Regions from separate parts of the Gadus morhua genome. Here region 1 is linked to region 2. Evidence: chromatin contacts called from public Hi-C data. All regions are on one chromosome and are shown on one strand. The core of a region is the stretch at or near the end of the contact, and the rest is flanking DNA. Distances in the headings are between cores, read along the strand shown. Region 1 holds the start of phactr4a (phosphatase and actin regulator 4a). Region 2 holds the start of LOC115536321 (terminal nucleotidyltransferase 5A).

The links. Hi-C and Micro-C count contacts between places; a contact is called where the count stands out from the background.
Region 1: a Hi-C map of gonad shows a contact between it and region 2, with 5 times the contacts expected there. The contact joins the promoter of phactr4a here to the promoter of LOC115536321 in region 2. A contact is called at or near these places in 4 of 6 Hi-C or Micro-C datasets (blood, gill, gonad and 1 more).

The regions. Positions count from the first base shown.
Region 1 is chr22:9,942,795-9,945,494 of gadMor3.0, forward strand. phactr4a (phosphatase and actin regulator 4a) reads right to left here and starts at 1,439. Exons shown (of 16, transcript XM_030348113.1): 1 at 1,111-1,439.
Region 2 is chr22:9,774,446-9,777,145 of gadMor3.0, forward strand. It overlaps LOC115536321 (terminal nucleotidyltransferase 5A), which reads left to right and starts at 1,319. Exons shown (of 2, transcript XM_075074176.1): 1 at 1,319-1,340. It overlaps zdhhc18b (zDHHC palmitoyltransferase 18b), which reads left to right. Exons shown (of 9, transcript XM_030348130.1): 2 at 1-156; 3 at 894-1,043; 4 at 1,467-1,604; 5 at 1,930-1,981; 6 at 2,214-2,316.

The sequences.
Region 1 (2,700 bases), core at 189-2,688, 170 kb after region 2:
TGTATGCCATTTCCCCTACCAGGCTGATTTGTACAACACAAAGTGAAGAGTAGCCTACTTGATAATCTATTCAGATGGATGCTATATTATAAAGGCTAAAGTTCATCCGCAGGGGTTACCGCGATTTTACAAATGGATATGTACATATTTTATAATTTAAACAAAAAATACGCCTGTTTATTTGTTGTGGAAATGTTATAGCAAGTTTCAATGTTATAGCAAGTTGTAATAGTGCGCTGACGTACAAGGTCATGAGCCGATTACTCCATAAAATTTAAAAACAATTTCAAATGTCTTTACGGCTTTTCCCTTTCTATGTTGTCCAGGAGTAAAGCAAAACACCCTACAGAGACAGTACAGGGGCGTATGAGAATACCTTAGGATAATGAGGTACTGAAGAAACACAGGTACCTGTTGAAACAAGTAGAAGGGCTTGCTCTGACTGTACAGGAATGTGTGGAGAGGCTTGCGCGGTTGAAATCAGGCGACTAAAGAACGTGCGGGATGTATCGTGTACTTAAAACAGGATTGTATGGAGTGATGTGATGCAGTGTAGGATAGCAGTATAGGATGACAGTTGCTGGTACAGTGTTTGGAAGGTCTTTCACCAGGCCCACAATGAATAGACGAGCCCACTGATTCAACCGAATGCTCATTAAAACCACAAAAAAGCAATAAAAAGGCGTAACATATCTGCCTGTCGTCCAAACGACATGCGGGGAATATCGCCTATCAATAAACATCGACGTCGAGACTAAGTGCATTTACGCTTAACTAGTAGGATTTAAATCATAAACTTATGTAGTCCAAGATCACTTGTTTGGCGTTAGCTTGCCAATTTCAACAAGACAGGGTATCTAACATCCACGATGATGGCTGCTATATGATAACCCTATTTCTTTCATAATTGTGATAACGTAAATAGTCGAATTCGTTCGAGCATAGCGTTAATCCTGATGTAGTCGCCAGCAACAGGTGGATATTCCAGTAAATTGTAGCGTTAGCTTATGTTAGCCTATTTGGCTACTTCTAAACAGTGGTGGTTGTGTGTGTGTGTATATATATATATATTTATAACACAAATAAGCAACTCGGATAGGCAGTACTCACCCTTTAATAAGAAAATGACGTTCTCTCCAGCCCATGGACACACGGAGCAAAGGTTAGTCTGTAACTCTTAACGTGGATCCTAACGTGACACTTGACGAGTCGCTGATCTCCAATCACACGACCCAACACTGGCCCAGAAGGCGGAACTAGCCCCGCTAACCACCTTTAGCCCTCAATTCAGCCGCTCAACTTTTGAAAACGTAAAAGTTATGAAGTTCGATAATTTGAATCCCGTCCTACAATATACGAACCGAGGGAAAGTTTTTGAAAAATCAGTATTTGTTATGAAAGGTGTAACGGCTAATTCCGCATTAGGCAGATTACAACTGCGCATGCGCCGTTGTGTACAACACGTTTACCTGGCTCCTTCCTAAAGTGCGAGGCGTTAAACTACCAGCCTATCAACCTCGTCCTTCCCTTTTAATTTATATTTAGTTAGGGTAGGCGCAAAGCATATGACACATCAAATAGGATTGATACGTCATTTTTATTACCTACATAAACATCTGCGTTAATTTTAAATTTTATTTTTCAGAAACCACAAAACAAGTGATGGAATACTCTGACCTCTCCTGGTTATCTGCTGAACTGCATTGCTACTGCGCACACATTTCTCTCATGGCCCATGTGTTTCCCGTGGATGTAAATATTTGGCGTTGCCATGTGAATGAGGGTGTGTGTTTCTTTCGAATGCTCTCAGAAATTAGTTCCACGTAATTATTATGGTAATTGGTTCTTCTATGTTGCCCCACCTTTGCCTTATTAAGTGCAAGCTTGCCAGAGCAGATAAACAATATGGTTTCATCTCTGTATTACCTGCTTGAAATATGTTTATCAGATAAATATAGACCAACCTAATTGCAATGCAGACACAACAAATCCCTTTGGTTGGGGCTTGATAAATGTGCATAGATGCCAGCTCCCGATAGAAAAAATCATTTTCAATTCCTCAAGGGCAGAACAAGTATTTGTGCCTTTGTTTGGGGAGCAATCTGAAGTAAACAGACCTCTTAGAAAAGAAAGAGCTGGCGTGCGAATGGTAGCTACATTAATTCCCAGTCTGGAGCCGTTTTTTTGACATTCCCTGCAGTATTCGGCTCTACATAGGAGTAATTATGGCATCAAGGGGAATAGGCCACACAAAAGCCAGCCTCCACATGAACCTTTAGTGGTCTGGAATTATGTTCAAGACAAGGGTCACTCTCACTTTGTTATTCTCTCTCTCTCTCTCTCTCTCTCTCTCTCTCTCTCTCTCTCTCTCTCTCTCTCTCTCTCTCTCTCTCTCTCTCTCTCTCTCTCTCTCTCTCTCTCTCAAATTCTGTCACACGGTCTCTCTGTCCGCCCATCACTCGATTCCCACACTAAGATTGTCTAGCATTTATTAATCTAAAACTAATCTCTCAGTCACCCGCGATGGCCCGAGGGATTTCATGAGTTTGGTATCTGTAACATTGACTTGGAGTAAGACATAACTTTGAATAAATTACTAATTATCGATCCTTATAGTTGCGCCTGCCATTTCAGGTTCCTCTTCTTGTTTTTGTTTGTACCTAATGTACAATCCTTGTATGCTTGATTCCCCATCACGAA
Region 2 (2,700 bases), core at 69-2,568:
CCTTCCTGGTCCAGCACCTGACCGTGTGCATCCCTGTGATTGGTGGAGCCCTGTTTGTGTTCGTGGTCATCACACTGGTGCAGACCAGCTTCAGCGACCCCGGCATCCTGCCCAGAGCCACCCCTGACGAAGCTGCTGATGTGGAGAAGCAGATCGGTAAGTCAGGCCCGGCCAAACAACCCCAGGCACTTTTTGTTTAAGTGATGACGAGTTAGGATGCCTCGCTAAATGTCTAATAATGTCTCTCCATAGTTGTCCAAAATAAACAAACACCTTGCCTGTCACTTTTTAAACAACGCCAACAAAAAAAAAAAAAAGAAACGTGGTCACTATTGACCTAAATGGGACAGTCACACTTCCCTCATCGATATAGCCAATTATATTTCTAGTCACTGTTATACCTCTCGCTCTCGCTCTCGCTCTCTTGCTCTTGCTCTACCCTTCTCTCTACCCTTCTCTCTCTCTCTCTCTCTCTCACCCCTTCTCTCTCTCTCTCTCTCTCTCACCCCTTCTCTCTCTCTCTCTCACCCCATTCTCTCTAGCTCTCACCCCTTCTCTCTCTCTCTCTCTCTCTCTCTCACCCCTTCTCTCTTGCTCTCACCCCTTCTCTCTTTCTCTCTCTCATCCCTTCTCTCTTTCTCTCTCTCACCCCTTCTCTCTCTCTCTCACCCCTTCTCTCTCTCTCTCACCCCTTCTCTCTCTCTCGCTCTCACCCCTTCTCTCTCTCTCTCTCACCCCTTCTCTCTCTCTCTCACCCCTTCTCTCTCTCTCTCACCCCTTCTCTCTCTCTCTCACCCCTTCTCTCTCTCTCGCTCTCACCCCTTCTCTCTCTCTCTCTCTCTCTCTCTCCCCTTCCCTCTCTCTCTCACCCCTTCTCTCTGTCTCGGGTGCAGACGACGCCGGCAACACCACCTACCGCCCGCCGCCGCGCACCAGGGAGGTGCTCATCAACCAGCAGGCGGTGAAGCTCAAGTACTGCTTCACCTGCAAGATGTTCCGGCCCCCGCGCACCTCCCACTGCAGTCTGTGTGACAACTGCGTAGGTGGGTGTGACGGCTGACATTTAACCGCCCGGATCATTAACTCACGTAACCCGGTGCATGCCGGTGGTGGTGGTAATGAGAGACGCCCCCCCACGCCACCAGCCTCTGTAAAGACTGGGTGCCACATTGAGCGGGCGTTGAATGGAGACGGACTCTAGTGTTTTTTTTCTACTGTTCATATAACCAGGGACATTATAATTCTTTGCACTTTTACCAAACACCCACCTTTTCCTGTATTAAAAGGTGCTATATAAATAATAATAATATTATTAATATACTACTACTACTTCTACTACTGCTATTACTTCTAATTATAAGAATGGTTCAATACCTAAAGTAAAAACAATGTTTATTGCTGATTTATCTCTGGCGTTGTGGAGTTCAGACTTGTGTCCCCTAACCTGAGCCCGTTCCCCCTGCCAGAGCGCTTCGACCACCACTGCCCCTGGGTGGGCAACTGCGTCGGCAAGCGCAACTACCGCTTCTTCTACACCTTCATCGTGTCGCTCTCGTTCCTGACAGCCTTCATCTTCGGCTGCGTGACCACCCACCTTGCACTGAGTAAGCCCCCCCCCCCCCCCCCCCCCCCTCCCTCTCCTTCTGCATGGAATTACTACACTGTAGCTGTGCTGCAAAAACAGGCCCGGTAAGACCGCTCCACAAAATCCTCACGCTCGTGCTAAGCAGTTTACCATAACAAATGTATCAGCAAGTGAACACGAAGGGATTATTATTCAGGTGCTCAATTGGGTTGCTAGCTCAGGCAAATAAGGCAAAACAAACTTTTAAAAGTCGTCTTTTATTCTGATTCGTTTTCAGTTCCTAAGCAGTGTTTACAGGTCTCATGATGTATGGACCTATGTGTGTTTTGTCTCTCTGGCTTAAGGGGCTCAAGATGGAAAAGGCCTGGTGTTCGCACTGCAGGAGAGTCCTGGCAGATATCCTTTCAGCCAGAGGCTTTCTTCGAATTCCCTTAACCAGCATTTCATCATCATCTATATATACATTGTTCACTTTCTAACTTCCTCCTCTGTCTGTAAAAAAAATAAATCATTCATAGTCCTGAAAAGCTGTTGTTAGCAAGAGTCTGAAACTTGCATGTGAATGCGTCAAGATAATGCATACTGTGTGTCTTGTGAAGTGCTGTGTGTGGCCTTAACGTGTCTGCACTGCGGTGGAGCTGGTCATCTGCTTCTTCTCCGTCTGGTCCATCCTGGGCCTCTCGGGCTTCCATACCTACCTGGTTGCTTCCAATCTGACCACCAACGAAGACGTGAGTGTCTGGGTCACTCCACCATTCATTGTTTTACTTTATTTGTTTTAAAGGTATAACATTCAAAGAACTAGGCTCTAAAAAGTGTTGTTCAAACTGGGGTATGGTACTGGAGATTAATATTTTATTCTAAAAGGCTTGTTAATATTAAATAACATTAAACAGCCATCGCTTTGTGTATTCCATAATATGTTTTCCATTACAAGGCTTGCCATTAATGTTACTGGTTAATATGTGTTTGCTAAATGAACACACTGGGATGCATAAGCACTGTTTCCCCCTGGCCATGGTCTTCTTGCAGTAATAGCTGTGTATGAAGGGAGCCTTGCCATTCTCTGTTCAGCCGCTGCATATGTATCTCTCTTTTGCTTGTTGTTTGCATGT